2 separate regions of the Xenopus laevis genome follow, and region 1 is linked to region 2. The links are chromatin contacts, called in public Hi-C maps. All regions are on one chromosome and are shown on one strand. Each heading gives the region's core, a stretch centred on a gene start, on an enhancer-like site or on the middle of the called end of the contact. The rest is flanking DNA. Distances are from core to core; before and after follow the strand shown. Region 1 holds the start of sypl1.L (synaptophysin-like protein 1). Region 2 holds the start of ccdc71l.L (coiled-coil domain-containing protein 71L).

Evidence for each region. A called contact is a pair of places that touch in the nucleus more often than the background predicts.
Region 1: a contact with region 2 is called in a Hi-C map of the XL177 cell line, with 4 times the contacts expected there. The contact joins the promoter of sypl1.L here to the promoter of ccdc71l.L in region 2. A contact is called at or near these places in 2 of 4 Hi-C or Micro-C datasets (the XL177 cell line and the XTC cell line).

The regions. Positions count from the first base shown.
Region 1 is chr3L:83,146,049-83,152,143 of Xenopus_laevis_v10.1, reverse strand. sypl1.L (synaptophysin-like protein 1) reads right to left here and starts at 3,162. Exons shown (of 6, transcript XM_018252650.2): 1 at 3,004-3,162; 2 at 2,596-2,667. The coding sequence starts at 2,664.
Region 2 is chr3L:82,984,935-82,990,610 of Xenopus_laevis_v10.1, reverse strand. ccdc71l.L (coiled-coil domain-containing protein 71L) reads right to left here and starts at 3,986. Exons shown (of 1, transcript XM_018252648.2): 1 at 833-3,986. The coding sequence starts at 3,658. The coding sequence ends at 3,017.

The DNA.
Region 1 (6,095 bases), core at 1,913-4,412, 160 kb before region 2:
TAATAAAAAAAAAAAAAAAAGGGAAATACCTTAGTCACCAGAGAGATCTACAGTTTATTTTAGGCAAAGGCTGGTATTGAGCCTCTAAAAACAGGGCCTTTCTCAGTAAAACATGCACTGCCATGCAAAAAGATTAAAAAAAAAAAAAATCATTTCATTGTAACATCGATTTATTATTTATTCAGAGGCACTGTATCAATCAGGTGTTCATAGATTACTTTTTATTTTAGACTGGCAGAGAAATATTCAAGTTACTGCATGGTTGCTAGGGTCATAGCAACCAGATTGCTGAAATGAAAACTGCATAGCTGCTAAACTAAAAAATTAAAACTAATAGCAATTTGTCTCAAAATATCACTCTCTACAACATCATACTGAAGGCTCAGCAACCCCTTGAACAGGCATCCAACTCACAACTGGTCCATGTGAACAGCCTAACTTTTGCAATCCAGGGGGTTAGTTTATATCATATTTAGACTTGCTTTCTGAGAATACATAGCAAGCAAAACAATATTGCTGTTTGTTAATATAACAAAGGGAAAAAACAAACAAAACACCACATACACACCCATAAGGATAACAAAACATTTAATCTTCACCTACAAATTTTGCTTGGGGGTAGATACTCACTTTAGAAAGTAAACTCAGTTACTTGAGAGACAACAAAATTACCCCACAGATTGTTGTTAATTTTCCATCTATGCCAACAAAACACAGAATATTATATAATATATAAAAAATGAGTGTGACCAGCACTCCCTGAAAAGGTTATTCCAATGAACGGATTCCATATATAAATAAAAAATATAGGCAGTTATCAACCAGCAAGAGGACCTTTCGCAAGACAACCCCTGATTGGTTTTAAACAACAAAGCAAAAAATATCACATAAGGGAGCTGCCTCTGTTGAAAGATATGTAGTTGGTGGAGTAGTAACCCAGCCCCCAACAAAAATCAATAGCCTGGGTGGATCCAGTAAAATGTGTATCCATATAATAAAAATTAAATATTTATAGGTGGTTATCAACATTTCAGGTCCCAGCAAGAGGACCTTTCTCAAAGAAAACATAGATGTTTTAAATAGACTCTATGGGATATGACTGTTTCAGAAACGACTGGATTTCATAATAAAATGGTTTAGCCCTTACTGGTCTTTTATATTGATTAAGAAACGTGCAACATTGCATGTATTTGCAGCTTCCACCTCAGAATATTGTGAGTGGCCGATGGAACACATGGGCACTGACCGTTAAATTCAAAAACACGTTTAAAACAGTTATGGGTAGAATTCATCATACAGCTCTTCCTGTGGCAGACACTGGCGGTGATCAGCAGAAATCTCAGAAGCCCTTCAGTATATAACGGACAATAGCAAAGGTGCCCCTACAAATAAAGGAGTTGTTCACCTTTGTATGATGTTGAGTGGGATTGATATTCAGAGACAATTGGCAATTGGTTTTCATTTTTTATTATCTGTGGTTTTTGAGTTATTTAGCTTTTTATTCAACAGCTCTCCTTTTGGCACTATGGTTGCTAGGGTCTAATTACCCTAGTAACCATACCCTGATCTGAATTAGAGACTGGAATATGAATGGGCGAGGGCCTAGCTAGAATGAGGAGTAATAAAAAGTAGCAATAACAAATTTGTACCACCGATATAGGCGCACGTTAAACAAAACAGGTAAAAATGGTGCTATTGTCATAAATCACAAGATCTTCTTGAATCCAAGTTAGGATTAAAATTAAAACAAGGTAAGAGTCAACCTTATACCGATTACAAGACAATAGTTTCCGTTATTTCGAGGTAGAGGAATGAAAGCGACGTTGATATAATCGAGTGTTCACTCCTGTAAGTGAGGAAAGTATTGTGACAGAGAAACGGTTAGCGCCGATGCACAAAGTTGCGACAGAAAGTCCCACGCACGCAGCCTACAGGAGCAATGTAATGAGCAGAGAGACGCGCTATCTCTGGAACAATCCCATCTCGTGATCCCCCAATAGCACTTGAACTCCACCCATACTTGGCAAATAAGAAACAGCAGCCGCCAGCGCCCATGTCTGATACGGAAAAGTTCTGCCACCCCCGCTACCAAAACCCCGCCTTGCGTGCGGCATGGAGAAGATAATGTTCATCTCCCCCCCCCACACACACCGCTACACTAAACTTTTCCACAATAACAACTTTAATACGAATCGATTGTTTTAGTAAATTCCCCCCTTGGCCAGTAGTGGTACAGCTCTACCTCCAGTGCTACAGGTACGAGCCCTTACTCCCCATTAAGAGTGAGAGATTAGCCAAACAGTGCGAGTGAGGCATTGCATGATTTCCTCAGCCAGTCCCGTGACTCAGGGAGGCAACACAAGAGCGCGTGTATGTCACCTGTCAGTGATCACTGGAGGCCTCCCACGGACCTGTAACCTTCCTTATTCATTTCTCACGGCTACAAAACTCGCACAATTCGGAACAAAACCGAGTTGCTACTCGAAGGCTCGCAAGATGGGAAAGAATCACAAGTACAATGTAAATACGGTCATAACTACCTACATGACCGTCCATTGTCAGAGGGCCCTTCCCCTCCCATATGTTTAGACTCACCCATTCCAATAGTTTGATAAATCCCAGGGGCTCCTTCAGCGGGCCGAAGTTCAACTGCCAGGCAACCATTTTCTGCAAGAGAGACACAAACAGGATGAAGATGATCACGATAGGCCAAGACACGAGTGCAACTTTTAGCCCAGGCCACGCAATGTAGCTGCGGCCTCCTCCACTACCTGATTCAGCCGGCTGATTTCCTGCAACCGGTAGCCCCGCCCCAGGGGAGGGCACGAGCCTAATCTAATCAAAATCATACCCGCTTTAATTCCACTGGCTCCTCCTTCTTAACACCCGGGTTTACTGCTGCCTGGCTGCTCCCTTCCTGCTCGGACCTGGGTTTTGATTTAATATAACGGTCTCTCTGATTGACTAACTACATTATGTATCGTGCCGTTTTCCGAAAATTACCGAATAAATGTCTTTAGGCGACAACTTTCGCGCTGCACTCCCCTTGACGCCCACGTCCCCTCTGTCCTGCCTTCCTAATACAGTTCAGATTGTAGCCTCGCCCGCCTGTTGTTTCTAGTTATTCGCCTCAAGAGGTTGCTGCTGCACTGCGCGCTAGTCCGGTGACAGCTTCTTAATGGTGGGTGGGGCCTCGCTAAGTATTCGTTATGATTGAGTATCTAGCCAATATCTCGTCACAGAACAAGCTGTGTCGTTAGTTATGGTTACAGATCATACCAGAAAGGCTTGTGTGCACACAGTATTGTCTTGAAGTAGTGGCTTAATTAAACATACCCACAGTTCAGGGTTGCCAGGTGTAATTTTCAAAACCAGCCAAACTCAGCTACAAAACTAGCCAAGAGGTACTTCAAAATTAGCCCAAAAATAGCACAATACATGCAGTGAAAAAAAGTATAAAAAACAAATGAATATATGTGAAAAAAAGCCTTCAAATTCTCACTGTTTTGCAAGTTTTGCAAATTTTTAACTGTGACAGATTCACCAGTGGCCTAATTCATATACAATTTCAATAAATATTGGTAAAACAGATCAACCTCTGGACATTTTCGTGTCCAGCAGTTTTTTGGCCCCAAAATTGAGGAAAATCGCCAGAAAATGTTAGAATAGAACGGGAGACTAGGGTACAGAGCCCAAAATCTGGTAACTCCCATTGCATGCGTATGAGTATTGTAGTCTTACATTTTTGTGGCAGTTGGCAACATACTTAAAAACTACACTACCCACCATGCATTGGGAGACAGGCTTGGCACATTAGGGAAAGAAAAAAAATTTGTCTGGTTTCCAAAGTACAAACCAGCCAAAGGCCCAAAAAGTAGCCCAAATCCTTACCTTGGCTAGTTTGTACTTTCAAAACCCACGTGGGTTTTAAATTAGTAGCCCAATTTGGCTAGAAAACCGCCAACCTGGCAACCCTGCCAATTTATATTACCGGTATAACAATTCTGTTAAAGGTGGAGGTAGTGTATCTATGAGAAAAAGCGGTGTAGTTTGTTGGCTACTGAGGCTGCTGTCAGGTCATGTTTCAGACTGTGATGGTCAAAGGACTAAAGCTGGCCATTGCAGATCCCATTAGTGGGCCCACACAACACCAACCCCAAAACATTTCTTAGGGCTCTTACTCACTGGCGTTCTGACCTGCGCTCCCCTGCGTTCCATTTTTTGGCGTTCAGCCGCAGGGGAGCGCAGGAATAGACGCATGTCATTATTTCAAATGGGGCTGTACTCACTCAGGCGCGTGTAGGCGCCGAACGCAGGAAAAATGCAGCATGTTGCGTCTCAACCTGCCTTCGGCGCCTACACGCGCCTGAGAGAGTACAGCCCCATTTGAAATAATGACATGCGTCTATTCCTGCGCTCCCCTGCGGCTGAACGCCAAAAAACAGAACGCAGGGGAGCGCAGGTCAGAACGCCAGTGAGTAAGAGCCCTTAGAGTACTACCCTTACCCTGCCTGATAGTCATTAATGGGTTGTTGTAGAGAGTGCTATTCTGAGACAATTTACAATTTGTCTTCATTTATTGTTTTTTTTATTTAGCTTTTTGTTCAGCAGCTCTCCAGTTTTGAATTTTAGCAGCTATCTTGTTAGAGTCCAAATTACCCTAGCGCCCAGCAAATGGTTTAAATACAAAGTAACCTTAACAATTAAATTGTAGCCTCAAAAAGCATAAATTTTTTGGCTGCCAGGGGGTCACTGAACCTCATTTGAAAGCTGGAAATAATCAGAAGTGGGAAACAAATAGTTCCAAAGCTATAAAAGATAAAGACTAATTAGTCAGTTGCTAAGAATTTCCATCTATTGCGGCGCATGCACAGTTGCTGCTCCAACTGCGCAGGCGCCGCTCCACAAATCTCATTCTTAAAGGAGAAACAAACCTGGACCTGGAAGATGGCGGCCATGAACTCAGATCCCTGAATCTGCACGTACGGTACGTAAAAAGTTAGGGGCATTTGCCCCGGGTAGCAGTTAGGCTGGGGGGGGGTCTATGTGGGGTGGGGGGGTAGGTTTTTTTTTTTAAATAAGGGGTTTGTTTCTCCTTTAAGTACCAAGCTATTTTATACTTGTGATGTAGATGAGCAAAATTAATATTTGTCTTCCAACCCAGGGAGCCATACAGTGTCTTGTGTGCACTTTTTGTCAGGGACTCTTCTGCTGGCACTGCCACCTGAGTCAAGAGGGCCATGCTGCTAACCATTCCCATTTTTTCTATACTAAAGAGCAACATTTCCCACAAAAAAATACATTTATCTCTTAATGCTAGCAGCACTTGTTTAACACCTTGTAAAGTGCCACCTGACGCAAGGTTTTACCTCATAGCAAATATGGCCCTGTTCTTTTATAGAACTAAAGATGTATTAATTCCTTATGTTCTACAGGTGCTGTGCTCAGGGAATATGGCAGTGTAAATCCATCAGCATTTCTTTTTATAATTTTTGCCATGCAATACCTGTTTTCCTGTCAAGAAGAACTTACATATAGTGCTGTAGAAACTGTACACCCCAGGGACATAACAGAAGCTAAACCTGCTACTGCTGTGCAGGTGGAGGAATGTAGTGGGCCCATTGGGGCCCTGAATGATAATTCTGTGAAAACATGTCTTCCTCCACATGTTATGATGGTCTTATAGAAGTTTGCTATGGAGGCAACTGTAGTCAGACCACTATACATAACCCTTTATTATAGTAAAATGGTGTAGTGTGAAATTTGGTAAAGGATTGACTTGATTTGACTCCTCATTCTTTAGTTTTTACATCAGAAAGAGAAAACAACATGAAGCCCACCGCCCACCTCTACATAGCAAACTACAAGAAAAAATGTTTCTGCTCGGAATGAAAAATATATGCAGTGTATTTATAAGTAAAATCCCTTAGGAAACAGTTCCAAGAATTGCATAATGCTCCAGATAAGTAAAATGACAGGTTCAACATTTTCATTGGATGCTTTATTTGCAGGTTACAAACTATTGGTGGGTTCTGGATAAATGCCCCTTTTGACCACTTTTTAAAAGGCCCTGTCTGTTGTGTTTAGTAATACCT
Region 2 (5,676 bases), core at 2,737-5,236:
CCAAAAATGTAATCCATGAAGACTGGAATGAGCGTTTGGTAGTTAAGCAGAGTGAAGGTAGGCTTCTCGAAAGAAGTGCATTTTAAGAAATTTCTTGGAAGCAGAAAGGTTGGGAGAAAGTCGAACAGACCGTGGGAGAGAGTTCCAGAGGAGGGGTGCAGCCCTTGCAAAGTCTTGAATGCGAGCATGTGAGGAGCTAATTAGAGAAGAGTTGAGTAGCGGGTCAGTAGAGGAGCGTAGTAAGCGGTTGGGTGAGTATATAGATATGAGTTCAGAGATGTAGGGTGGGGCAGAGTTATGAAGTGCTTTGAAAGTCAGGGTCATTAATTTGATTCTGAAAGGTAACGGAAGCCAGTGCAGGGATTGACAGAATGGCGAGGCAGAGGCGGAGCGGTTGCTGAGGTGTATGAGCCTCGCAGCAGTGTTCATTATGGACTGGAGAGGTGACAGTCTCTGGAAGGGAAGGCCAAGTAAAAGTTACAGTAGTCTAGTCGTGATATGAGGAGAGAGTGAATAAGAATTTTGGCAGCATCTTAGGTGATAAATGATCGTATTTTGGATATGTTCCTTAGGTGGAAGTGACATGATTTAATAAGTGACTGGATATGAGGAGTGAATGACAGGGCAGAATTAGGATAACCCCAAGGCACCGGGCCTGGTGTTAGTTGGAGGAAAGAGAAGCATTTCAGTTTTAGAGAGGTTTAATTTAAAGGTAGCGTTGCGACATCCAGGTAGAGATTGCAGACAGGCAGGAGGAGATGAGAGTTAGAAAATGGTGATTTATTTTAAAATAGCAAGTTATCTTACAATTTAAAAATAACGGACACAAATATCATTTGGAAGGAAGTTTATTTAGAGTCAATAAGTTACTAAAGGATGAACAAACCATTTTGCTCTGATGCAACACATTAACTGGCCAATCTGCTAGCACGAATAGAACAGCTTTATGGCAATGCACACCTCTGAGAATGATCACAGAATTACAAAATACACAATTTTTTTTTTTTCAAGTGATTTCTGGTATGCATACTTTCTATACCACCAATATATTTACTGTTACAGTGATAAAAAGTCTACTCTTTGTAAGAAATTTTCAGAGAAAGGATTCTCTTGAATACAGTTTTGTAGTATGCAAGTTATTTCTGCACTGAGAGAACCATCATCTACCATAGGCACTGTTGGAAGGAAACCATGATTATTTTGAAAATAAAATCGTAATTGCAAAAAAAATAAAAATAAAAGTTTACAAAAGTTTAAAAATATACTATTAACCCTAAGGCTGCAATATTAGTTCAAAACAGACTAGTGTGAAAAGTTGACCTAGCACCAGTATTTAATCCATGTTATCAGTCAAATATATTAACAGTTGTGCCAACACTGAAAGATTACATGAGGAATTGTAAAGGCACGTGCATTAGACGCCAGAGGCCTATTTCTTAATGCTACAGTATCCTTCAGCAGTACCTCATCCATATAGAGCAACAGTCACATTTTAGGTATTTACTGTTAATAAATATCCTTCCTGAAGTACAATATTTACAAAATTTCACAAAACTGTGCACGGACAACATTGCTGTATATCCTCAAATAAGCCAGCTAAATATAAAGACTATACCCAGTTCCACTGAAGTAATGACTTAGTTCTGTTTATAGCACATGAGCAGAAAGCTAAAATTCTAATATGTTGTCCAGTAAGGCATGGTAGAAACACTGCGCCACATGTATTTACAGGGGAAAAATAATAGTGCTTACCAAATCATATAGATTTACTAAAACAGTTAGGTTGTACTTGCTTTGCCCTTGCAATTTCAAGTTAAAAGAAAGAAAATAAAATTTGCATAAACTTGCATTTACTTTGTCACAGTTCTTTAAGATCATAACACTTGGCAACTAGCACACATTAAAGTGAAATGATACAGAGTACAAAACAGAAAAGTAACTAGTCTTTGGATAGTGACTTCTGTGGAGTTCAAGAACGGTTGAGGTAGTTGTTGCCTATATGACAGCCACTATATCATTGGGACATCCTCCCCAACAGAAGTCTTTGCATAAACAAGTGTGTTCATAACTGGCACTGAAATGTGGCAGATCAGAGCCTCCAGGTGAGTGGGCAAAAAATGTACCATGTCAAAAGCCCATTCATTTACAGGCTTAACTGGTAAAGTGATGGCACACCTCCGATTCAGACTCAGTCAAAAGATAAGTGTGATATTGCATTGTTAATTCTATACAGATTCATAAATAAGCATGTTCTAGAGATTCAGGCTGATCCTTTAAAAAAAAAATCATCATTCACATCATTACAGCAGCCAGAAGTTAGACTAGAAGAGGAATAAAGTCATTACAAAGATTCTGTAGCATCTACTCCAAGTGAGGTCACACCAAACTGAGAAGCAACTAGGCCAAAAGATTACAATTTTTTGTTTTTTTTCTTTTTACAGGGATTCCATAGCCACCAATAAAAATTGTGCCATGATGGAGGCCAGCAAATTAGCCAGCCAGTTCATTTGGAGGATATCCAACTTTGAGAACTCCACCAGGCCATGAGCTACAGCTTCTAGAATCCCCAAATGCCTTGCAATAATTATGGATGCTAGGAGTGCTAATTCAGCCACTGGAGAGCACATTGCATATCTATTGCATAAGCCCCTTTGGTGCCCAAAAACTGCTTCTTTGAGGGTCATCCTCCATCCCCCCCACCCTAATGAGGCAGTTTGGGGCTGCACCATAGTTACTGACATAATGGAAAGACAAAGTAGAGCCCCTTACTCCCAGGACAAGACAGTAGTGGCTTCTCAGTATTTCCTTTAGAGCACAGTTCATCATACAGATCAGTAACTTTCCATATTCCTTTAGCAGAAAGTAGTAACGTTTGTAGTAAAGTGCAGCGGGAATAAAGAATAAAGGGGACATGTAAACAGGCTGACTAGGCGCTGGGGCGAGCACCTTCAGAGGACTGTGTGCCCCCAAGTCTCCAGCAGTAAAAGTGCACAAGGAGCAAAGCTCGGTTGCCTTTTCAAGAAGAGGAAAGGACGGGGAAGCGTTTGATCCTCACCACAGGCTGCAGGTTGACCTGTAAGATCTCCTGGGCACGCCTGCACGCGTCCAACACTTTAGCTTTACACGACACATCCCTGACCCGTATGCTGGGGAACATGGAAAGCGTAGGAGTGGCCGCCTTCCAAATCTCCTCAATGGATCTGTCCAGGTGAGGGAGTCCCGGGACGTCCGATGGGGTCGGGCTGCTACAGCCACTGCTGCCCGTCTCCTCGCTGCCCCCAGCGCTGTCAGCTCTGTCCCGCCGCCGGCGTTTTTGGCAAGTAAGCCGCGTGCCTCTCCGCTTTCTCTTGACAGGCGGCTTTCTCGGTGGAGCCACTGCTGTTGCCGCTTGCGGCTTCTCCTTCAGGTTTCTGTGGGAAAAATAGCTGGGGTCCGGGACCACGGAGCGACAGGAGGAGTAGCCATACACGTCCTTGCTGCGAAGGATGACCGGGGAGAAGTCCTGCTTGAGGCTGCAGAGGAAGTTCCACAGCTCTGTGTCCGAGCTCATGAATTGCTTGGATTCTGGCACGAACATCTCCAGCGCGTCCTCCAGCGGCTTAGTGCCGGCAAACAGCAGCAGCTGCGACCTGGAATATACAACTTTTTCTTCTTCCATCGTATCCCGCCACTAACCTCATTTATTTCTATTGCGTGCGTGTCGGCGGTCAAATAGTTAAACGAGTAAAAAGTTAACCGCTGACCTAGCTCATCTGGAGCGGCGCCGCCGCCCCCCTTCTGGCCGCCTGAATTAAAGCAGGGAGCTCCAATACAATCCTGACAACAAAATGGCTTCTTCAAACAGTCTCTACAGTTGGCTATATAGCGGCTTCTTTGAAATACGACATACCTAAGCCCCGCCTACTTTTAGGGATCTGGCGCACGGAGTGGATAATAGCGGTCTGCCCGCTGCGTTATTGGACAGCTTGTGACTCAATGGGCGGAGCAAAAGAACGTCAGGGGGTGCCTGAAGTGGAGCGATGTATGGTGAAACCAACCTGGTCAGCCGGCGGCGGCCATATTGTTTCGACATCAAGAGTTACTTTGTTTAATAAACGTGTTAAGAAGTTATTTTTTCCTTTAAAACACGTTTGCACGTTTTACACGATACTTTGTAAGCTTTTACTTTGCTGTTCCCTAGAGAATGATCCATACTAATAGATGTCAAGAAAGAAACCAGGGTTATGAGATTGCCTTTCAAAGTTGCCAGTGTACTTTAGAATAAACAGTCTACTGTGTTGAACCTGTTTTAAAATATGTGTTTAACGTTTCTCTCTTTTAATCACTAAATGAAGATTAATGACTTAACATTATCAGTTTGCTGGTATGATTGGAATATGGACATAAGAATATGAAGATATTTATCATTTTGGTAGCGCGCACACAATCCAACACTCAATTTGGCCTTCAAATTATGATATAGTTTATTGATACGTTTCCAACAGAACCCTCACATTCTTGAGACTTTGATATATCTCCCAACATTAGGAAACCCAAAGAGGAAAATGATTAACTACTGCCATTAACATACTTGCTATGCTCACTTTGAAGCCACACACCAAAAATAACACACCCAATTGCAGAAAATACACCCCTTTTACATGGTTGGAACAACAGACATACTATGGCTCCAGCATTTCATGAAGAACTGTAGTTATCAAGCAAGAGAGTGGTGGTCTGAAGAATTTCATAACAGACACAGTGGTGGGCAAATATTGTGAGTGGAGGCAGCAGTTATTGCTAGCAACCACCATGCAAAAGCAATGTGTTTTTTCCCTATTCTTTGGCATATGTAGGATAGGAGCTGTGAGCAAAAAAAAAAAAAATAAGTCCATATAAAATTATTTGCTTATAAAGTTCTAGTAAATTTACAGTGCCCAGCCAGCTCACACTTGTATCCCTACAAGTCAGACACCAAATATCTACAAGATAGAGCCAGTGCACACTAGGTTCAAGGGGGGAGACAAGCAGTGAATCAATATAGTGTAAAATATCACATCACCATTTTTTGTGTTTTACAGGTGATTATTCAGTAGACACCGTTGTGTTAACAGTCAGCTTTAAAGCAAGTATAGGTCAACTTTTCACCAAAACAGCTTATAAAGTGGAGCAAGATATTGGCATCTGAGGAAGTTGACAAAGATGAAGCATGTCAGGTCGTGACATCAATAGAAGGCGACTCTAACGATAAACATGGTAAGGCAGTGAGGAAACTTTTAAAGGGGAAGCCAAAATATGGATTTTTTATTTGATATCCTGTTTTATTGTACAAATGATGAAAATGCATTTTTTAATTTAAATATATTTTCTAAAAGGTATTTTACACTATTTGGCACTATATGTCCTACAGCAATCCAGCAACCAAGGAGTACACCTAGTCTACTGGCAAAGGAATACAATAAATACAATATTGTTTGATCTTGCGCGTACCCATCCATTACTAATGGGTTATACGGTTATTTTGCTCCACTTTATAAGCTCTTTTGGTGGAAGGTAGACCTATCCTTGCTTTAAAGTTGACCCTTAACACAACAGTGTCTATTGGCAAACATAAAAAGGATGCTGTGCTATTTTATTAGAAATACTACACAATATAGATTTACTGACTGTCTTCCCTTGAGTATAGTATGTGCTGGC